Linked DNA regions of Mus musculus: region 2 is linked to region 1. A link is a contact called in public HiCAR-type data. All regions are on one chromosome and are shown on one strand. Each heading gives the region's core, a stretch centred on a gene start, on an enhancer-like site or on the middle of the called end of the contact. The rest is flanking DNA. Distances are from core to core; before and after follow the strand shown.

Region 1 (4,108 bases), core at 1,450-3,949:
AGTAATGGTGGAGTGGCTGGTGCTTCAGAGGGTCAGGCTACAGAGTCAGACCTGAGCTTCTGAAGCAAGGCACTGCAATATGGAAGTTTCAGTGATAAAAGCATGACTGGGCCCAGGCAAAGGAAGAGATGATGGGTGGAGAGTAAGGCCAGATGAATGAACAAGAAGACAGATGGATGGATGGATGGATGGATGGATGGATGGATGGAAAAGTAGGAGAGTGGCTATGTGAGTGGGCTTCCTCAGTGAGGACCACCCTTTCATGCCATGTCAGCGGGGTTGTTGCTATAGCAATGTTGTGTGTCCTTCTCTTTATGGGGTCCAAATGAGTGTAAAACCTTTCTTCCGACTCTGTGCTGGAAGAGTCCGCACCGTGTGGTTTTTTTTTTTTTTTTTTTTTTTTTTTTTGGTGATTTGCACTGCCAACCACTCTAACTGTCATGCTCACAATAAACATCAGTTCCTTTCAACTCTGGGAAGGAAACAGTGCTGAAATTATTTTTCCCTATTCTTCTATAGTGTGGCTCCTCAATAAAGATGACATATATTGATTAGGAATGAATTGAAAGCACTGTCAACTAAAGTTAATCTCCCAGGAACCTGGCCGTTTGCAACAGCACTGAGGCCTTTCCTCATTTTCTTCCTGTTAGCATTCCTGGCAGACAAGCTTTGTTTTGTTCCAATGGCTTTGATGGGGAAATGACGATCTTCCCAACCAGAGCATATAAAACTATACACAGAGTTGAACCCAGTTCATGTTAGTGACCATCCCAGAATAATCCTCCTGAGACAGGAACAGAAAACCTTAAGGGGATTCAGTTATGATTACCTCCACTTGAAAACGTCAGATTGAAAATGCTGAGTTGGGAAAAACAAGACAAAACAAAAACAAGAACACAACAACAACAACAAAAAACCACACCACAGCACAAAACATCTATTTTCTTCACTGGAGAAATGAAAAGAGCTTCTTTACCCAAGCTTGTTTTTCTTTGTGGAGAAACTTCCCAGGTAATCTCCATGCCTGCTCAGCTGCATACTCGGCACCCAGTCCTTTAAACCTCAGGGGCACTGTTTGCCGATACACACACACACACACACACACACACACACACACACACACACAAAACATATCCAACTCCTCAATGACTTGCCCAAACAGCTGGTGTGCTGTTACGGTGTGGGCCTGCTAGTCCACAGTAGTAGCTCCCTTCCTGGTGGTGACTCAAGGACTCAAGATGTCAACACAGAAAATGTCACTTGCTTGAGCAACTTGCTCCCAGCAAAAGGACTGAATGGTGCATTGGGGAACAAAGGTGAATATGTTTCACACACTGTTAGTCATGGTGACCTAAAAGTGTCCTGCCACACCTTAAAGTCCATGAGAAAAGATTACTCAACACGAACGCTGAGACCTAATGCTAATTTTAAGAAGGGTGATGATTACTTCAGGATGATTAATATTACCGTGAAATTTGAAATGTCACCAACGGGTTCTGTGAATCCAAAAGATGTGAGGAGAAAGATCACCAACATGCATCATCATGGACACATTCATGAAAGTAAGGTTTTTTTATTTGTGTGCACATACTGCCTCCCCTGAAGTTGGGGTTCAAAAGGTTAACACCTGACGTGGTCAAAATACAGGTTCTTTTAATAGCTCAGGGGTAAGGGGTTTCAAAATGGGAGATTTGGCAGGCCAATAAGCAGGGCCTAACTGAGTATAACAAGCAGAGTATAACAACTTGGCTGTAACAACCTCTTGTGAAACAAAGACATTGTTGCAAGTTGGTTATAACAAGGTAATCATACCAAGGTAGTCAGAACAACAGGTGGTCATAATAACCATTTGCAACAAAGGCATGGTTGCCATTTCAGGGAACTGGCAGCACAAAACCATTTATAGTTAAGGTTACAGACCAATCCTTATGAAACAGATTAAGGCATAAACAGCAAGGCACCTAGCCTGTCTTTACTATACAATGGTTTACAAGCCCAAGATCAGAGGAGACCGAGTCATCAGCTCCTATGCTTGCATACTTAGTTCCTAGATGCTGGCATTGTTTGAGAGGGGGGTATAGCTGCAAGAAGTAAGTTTGAGAGGACAGCACCTGCTTCCAGCCACCTGTCTGCCTCCTGATCCACTCAGGTGTGACCAGCTCCTGCCCTGATGCATCTTCCCACCTGACTGCCTACATCTCCTCAGACCCTGAGCCAAACTCAGAACTTTCCCCTTAAGTTGCGTGTTGGGTATGTTGTATCACAGTAGTGAGAAAGGCATCTAATCCAGTTGGCTTTCTTTAGTCTCTGTTCTGTCATGGGACATTGGTATTTGGATTACTCATTGAAAGGGAGCAGTCATAGTCCTGGAGAGAGGCCAGCGGACTCACCAGGATGCTCTCCTTGACTCTGGCACTATTGGAAAGGCACGGGCAGGGTTAGGAGCTCAGAGAAGAGAAGAGTGGCAAGGGGCAAAGGTGACAGGCAGTTAACTACCGTGGATATTATGATAAACAACACAGACGCCATACCTGTGCTTTTTCCATATTAGCAGTAATGTGGAAAACACTCTGCACTGAGCTCTGAGCTCACAACTGCAAGGCTTTTCCACACTTAAGTGGATGAAGGCATGGAAGGGCCCTAACAGGAAGCAAACTCCTGGGAAAGCTATTAGCCTCAGCATTTGCAATTCATGGGACACTGCCTGCCTTAAGGGCCATCATTGATGGAGCCCTGTTTGGTTTAAAATGTAACTCTCACCCTGAGCAGGCTGAGCATTCAGATCTCAGCTGGGTTTCTCTTGAATTTATTAACTTACAAATGGAAATACACTTACTTAGTTGACTATCTCTCACTAACCTCTTAACTTGCTTTTCCCAGAAGTGGTGGCACTGTCCCCAGGCGCCTAACTCAGCCCCCTGACTTCTGTTCCCTTTGGCTCTGAAGTCTCTGGGTCTGTTTACCAAACCCTTCAGGTAAAGTTTCACTTTTCCAACAGGCTTTGAGTCGTTCCTCTCCCTTAACTCTCAGACATCAATCACACATGCCACCCATGTGCTCTGGAAGCCCATCTGCTCCCTCCTTCTATGGAGCTAAATGTACTAACGCGTCCAATGTGCCTTTAGAGTTGGTGTTTGTAAGCAGCTTGGAGATGTTTTTAACTTTGCTGGCAAAGTTTAAAATGATAGATCCAGCGTCAACAGGAGGAGATGATGGAATCTGTCATCGTTCCACCTCTCTTAACATAACTGATGTTATGTAAGAATTTTAGGAGATACATCTAAAGCATAAAACGGGCTAGGAGTCCAGAAAACTCATGAATAATATGAAATAGTATTGGTTTTCCTGGTGAAGTGTAGGCTCCTCTGGCATCATTATATTTGTTTGCACCTTTTCAATGCCTTCCAGATCAGCCGTCCTCAACCTGTGGGTCATGACTTCTGTGAGGTGTTGAATGACCTCTTCACAGAAGTCACCTGAGACCACTGGAAAACAAGTGTTTTCATTATGATTCATAACAGTAGCAAAATTGCAGTTATGAGGTAGCAACAAAATTAATTTTTTGATGGGTGTTAACCACAACATGAGGAACTTTATTAAAGGGTCGCAGCACTGAAGACCTTGAGAACCACTGGTCTAGATGAATTGTCTGACCCTCAGCGCTTATGTAAATTCCTTCCCTTAAATCTCAGACTTCCAAAGGATCCTAGTACATCCTTCTCTGTCTTATCCAATTTCCTTTCTGTTTTCACCGAATAGAGACAGACGTGTCACCCCTGGCATGGACATTTTATTAACAGTATATCAGGTATGTCCTTATCCTACTCTGATCCTCATATGTTCCATAAAGCTAAGATTAGACTAGACTAAAAATGGAACATAATGTGAAGAAATATTCCAGATAAACATTAATGCATAATAAACTATGAAAAAGTCTCCCCGATACAAAAGGATATAGGAAAACATCAAAACATCAAGCCGTAGTAGGTGTGGCTGTAGTTACAGGTTCTATGCACATCTACACTGGGCACCAAAGGAGAAAATGTTTTATGGTTGATAAGTAGTTATGGGGCAGCTGCTACAAGGTTGTCAATGTAATGACAGGGTT
Region 2 (4,330 bases), core at 228-2,727, 680 kb before region 1:
CTTTTGGGAGAAGGGTCTTGGAACAGTGTTTCCACCGAGTGTCAGGCGCACAGTCCGTGATGGTAGTGGTTGAATTTGTTCGTTTTGCTCCTAGGCCAGCTTCTTGTTGGCAGTGTAAATCTTTGCCACGCTTAGACAAGCGTTTATCTGGAGCAGCCTTTTTAAGTACATAAATGCGTTCAATTTTAGACAGTTTACAAAACCGATGTTTTAAAGTGGATCAAAATGGGGGGAAATGAAGAGAATTTTCAATCACACTCCCAAAGGGGAACTTCGGGCTCGAAATCAATTACTCACTAGTTGTGTGAGCGATGCGTTTTAGAGGAGGGTCGTTTTCTAGTCAGAGCGTGGACGTAATGGAGTATGAAATATTGCTCACAGTGTGCTTAGTCAGTTGTTTAAGTGTAAAGAGGAGAAAACGGAAGGTTCTTTAAAAAATATTCTCATATAGATGAGCGACATAGGGTTTGGTTCCGAGTTCCGGGGTTCCCTGGGTTTGCGATTCAAGATTCAGAAGTGGCTTCAGAGAAAAGGTGCGCTACGGGGTGGGGAGTGAGTGGTGATTGTAGTGAAGGGGTTGCCTAGGGCGCATCTTTAAACCCGGGTAGGACGATCTGCGACTGTGCGTACATCAGCTGAAGAAGCCTGAACTAATAGTCCCTCAGTCTTGCCGGAGAAGGCTGAGGAGCACTGTAGCAACAATGAGGGAAGGCGATAGCTCGGTACCGCACCGGCCAGCAAGCAGTTTTGAAAACCACAGTGGAGAGTTAGGAGTCCCACCACTCCTTTGCGGCTTACCAGCCAGTCGCCTGCGCACTTTTCAGCAGAGCGGAAGACTCCGCCAAACCAGAGCCAGGACTTTTAGGACTATGATGGCTACCGGATTGGGATTCATGAGGACTGCGCAAGCAAATAGTAAAACTTCCTAAGACGATGTAAACTGTGGGGAAAACAAGCTAAATGGGGACAAAGTTGGGCAGTCTCTCCCCAGTTTAGGCTCCGCTCTTCCCAGCTGCCAGGAAACTTGCTCTCTCCCCGGGCTGCCCATAAGAGTCATGGTGTTGGTGTGTGGAGTGTGTGTGTGTGTGTGTGTGCGCGCGCGCCCCCCTGCACACCCAGGGGAAGACCATGTGCCTTTGACCACCGCTACTTGCTAGCATCAAGGACCAGCAGGCACCCCGTGCACTGCTGGGGCCACACTGCACTCAGGGCATGCTCCCTCTTCTCAATTCTTCCCACTCTTGTCTCAGGTTGAGTAAGGATTGGATTTCTGAACCTCCAGACTGGAGAGAGAGAGTGAGAGAGAGAGAGAGATTCGCAGATGCTGCCAAGGCAAGAAAGTGTACCACACGTGGGGTCACGAGTCAGTTCGCAAAGCAGCTAAGGAGTTGGGCAGTCCAGCTAGGTAGACTTGGGTCCCATAGACGCCCTCTGCTAAGCTGGTGGGAGCTCCGAGGTCTGAATGGACATGCTCGAAGCGCCCTCTATGGTCCGAAAGCAGAATGGGACCTTGACCCCTGCTGGTGATGTTTCTGGGGCTCCTTGAAACTCTGGGACAGTTAGGCTTTGGGACTCCCTAGGCAAAAGCATGGATTTGTAGTGACAAGGCTTAGTGCTTGTTCCTGGGATCAATCATGTGTGTGAGCATGTGTGCGGTGTGTGTCTGGGGGCCTGCCAGGCCACTGGCATTTGGAGGCAAAAGTGGGCTCTGGACTGTAAGCTGTGCTTTCTCTGTCCTGATGAAGTTTGCTAAGTCAAAAGTACCCTTTTACAACACCCTTGTTGAAGTTGTGTGGAGCCTCCTGTCTCTGGACCCTCAACCCAGAGGCTCTGGAGTGGGTTCCCTGATGAAACAGCATCTCTGAAGAAACCTAACCAACCATGCCTTGTATCTGAAATGAGGAATGGGATAGCCAGGCATGCTGGCACGCTACTCAGACCTTCAAAATGTCTGCTGGGAGATTTGTTCTGGGTGACTGTGGGAAGCTGCAGCTGAACTCTGGTGGACTCCTTCAGCTCAGGCAGGTAAGGTCTTCTTTTCACATCTCTGAATCTAGTCATTGCCCAAGTACCTCCCTTCTGTCTCCTTTTGTCCCTTGCAAAATACATTTGAGGTGCTCTGCCAGCATGTGCAGCCATTGAACTAGCTTGTGCCTCACTGACAGAATCCCAGTAATATAGGAGTCTAGTAGTCTAGAAGGTAGAACTGGGCAGCCGGAGGAGTCCTTCTCCTGAGAATCAGCCATGACAGTACACAGGTCAGATCTCTGTCAGAACTGCTTTTCTTCAGTGAAAAGTTAAAAAAAAAATTTTTTTTAATCAAGCCCCAAAGCATTGTTTTGCATTGTTTGTTCACATCTTCCTCTACAGCTGCTACACGTGTACAAATATATTGTTGTGCCCTGATGGGCCCTGGGTGCTGGGAACTTAACCTTTTGAAAACAAAACAAAACAAAACATGGTCTCAGAGAACTTAGAGATACCGACATCTACCATGAGAGCCACAAATGTTCCTTGGGAAGTTTTTGCCTGTGCAGGGCACTTCTAGCAACACCTTGTCCCAGGTGTCATCCCCAGTGTGGGGACAACTCTGAGATCGGAAGGGGGGAGCTGGGTGTGGGGATGGGACTCCACATAGAACTGGTGGCCTCTGCATAGAATACCCTTCCTCCCTTTGAGAAGGACATTCAGTATCCTGCCCAGACTGTCTCTCTCTGAGCTTCTTTGGAAGTTTACAAAGGACATGGAAGGGTGAGAAACGACTCTAGTCTAGGGCCCCATGCTTCAGTGCCCAGCACATCTCCTGTGGGGTGAGCATCACATCGCTCCCCTTGGCTGACCTGATGGAACTTACCCAGTCACCCTGCTTCCCCATCCAGCCCCCTTTTCTTGATCCATTATATAAAAGCACATTTATCTCCCTGCAATATGGAGAATTCATATTCATATCTCCATTATAGTGGTGTGAAACTGATTAATGTAATACGGGTCTTGGCTCAGAAGGGCGCCACCGATGAATCACGCCCTGCTGAGCTCCAGTTGTCCTTTGGTTCAGACTTAGGCAGAGAATGAGGAAGGAGAGAGAAAAAGAGGGAGGACAGGGCCAGACACAGCACCTGGGGGGTGTCTTGGATCTGGCTTCTAGTCCATCTCACAAACCCTCCAAACCTCACCTGAGGGGGAGCTCTGTGAACCCTGATCAGTCTTTCCCCTCTCCTGAAGGAGCAGAGACCCCAGGGGTGCTTCCATCTTATAGAGGGTGTTTTCCCACCAGAAAGGGGTGAGCCTTCCAAGGCGGATGTGGGGGAGGGGGGGGGGGCTTGTGGATACTGGCTTGGGAGTTTAGAGGAGTATAGAACAGGAAATGTGTTCCCAAACTGACTGGTCATTTGACAATACTTACTGCAAATGGAAATTCTGAAAATAGGGAAAGGACGCAGAGCCCAGAGAGGGTCACTTGTTGAGTGAGGCATTGAGAGGGAGCAGGGTTTGGAGTACATCAGCCAGAGGGATTTGCACGGCCAGACCAATTTCTAGGCCTCTCTGTCCTCATTATGGGATGGAGCACTGTAGGAGGAGTCATCCAGGCTCTCGGGTCCCCTGAGATAGAGAGGGAGGCTTTAGGGTACAGGATTCTGTGTGTTGGGTAGTGAGGGAGAACATAGATGCGGCTCTCAGAGACAAAGCTGTGAGGAGGACATGTGGATTGGATTGATGGTAGTGTTGGCATCTAGGGTAGGAGTCAGGAGACAGAAGAGCTGAAGTCAGGCCATGCCCTGAGAATGGTGTCGGCGCTTGTCCGGTTTGAAGGATTCCTTCATTGCCTGTAGGTGGTTTAGGGGGTGAGAAGCCCAGAATGAGAGAGTCTCAGCTCAAAGGCTGCTTGCAGCTGCAGGCCAAGGAGCTGTCCTGGGTTGAAGTCCCTCTTCCTCGTGGGTATTCAGTTGCATGGCCACCATGCAGACCCTGCAGGGATCCCAGGAGCAGTTTACTGCCACCAGGCACTGCAATCTCCAGTGTGCCCCCATGGAGCAAGCCTGCTCTAATTATGGCTCCAGAGCTGGAGCTATAAGACCTCTAAAGGTCACCACATGGGGGCTGCTGGAGGCCTTTGTATCTTGGGAAAGTGTCTAGAGACGCCGTAAACCAAGTTATGCTGGGTTATTCCAGCCAGCCGGGCTAGGGCCCCACACTCTGGAGGCCTGCTGGAAACTGTTTCAAATGGACAATTTCTGTACCTGTGGTCTTTATACCAAAGCAGTGGTAAATTGTGTACTTTTAACGGTTGTTTTCGTTGGAGAGAAGAGCTCTGAGAGTCACCCTGCCACCA

What was found. HiCAR-type assays count read pairs that join an accessible place to other places.
Region 2: a contact with region 1 is called in a HiCAR-type map of kidney, with 4 times the contacts expected there. The contact joins two enhancer-like sites. A contact is called at or near these places in 1 of 39 promoter capture datasets (the 3T3-L1 cell line), 1 of 484 Hi-C or Micro-C datasets (nephron progenitors), 6 of 115 datasets of contacts at active chromatin or transcription factors (the NIH/3T3 cell line, embryonic hindbrain, embryonic limb bud and 3 more) and 1 of 9 other capture datasets (adipose tissue).

What each region holds. Positions count from the first base shown.
Region 1 is chr13:71,270,897-71,275,004 of GRCm38.p6, reverse strand. No RefSeq gene overlaps it. Among named protein-coding and RNA genes, the nearest start is that of Gm40998, 120 kb to the left of the region's middle. Within about 2 kb of position 2,699, at least 25 of the 459 cell types and tissues checked have an H3K27ac peak or open chromatin away from gene starts, as enhancers often do. A contact at or near this core is called in kidney, where this site is marked.
Region 2 is chr13:71,953,793-71,958,122 of GRCm38.p6, reverse strand. No RefSeq gene overlaps it. Among named protein-coding and RNA genes, the nearest start is that of Irx1, 7.8 kb to the left of the region's middle. Within about 2 kb of position 1,477, at least 12 of the 459 cell types and tissues checked have an H3K27ac peak or open chromatin away from gene starts, as enhancers often do. A contact at or near this core is called in kidney, where this site is marked.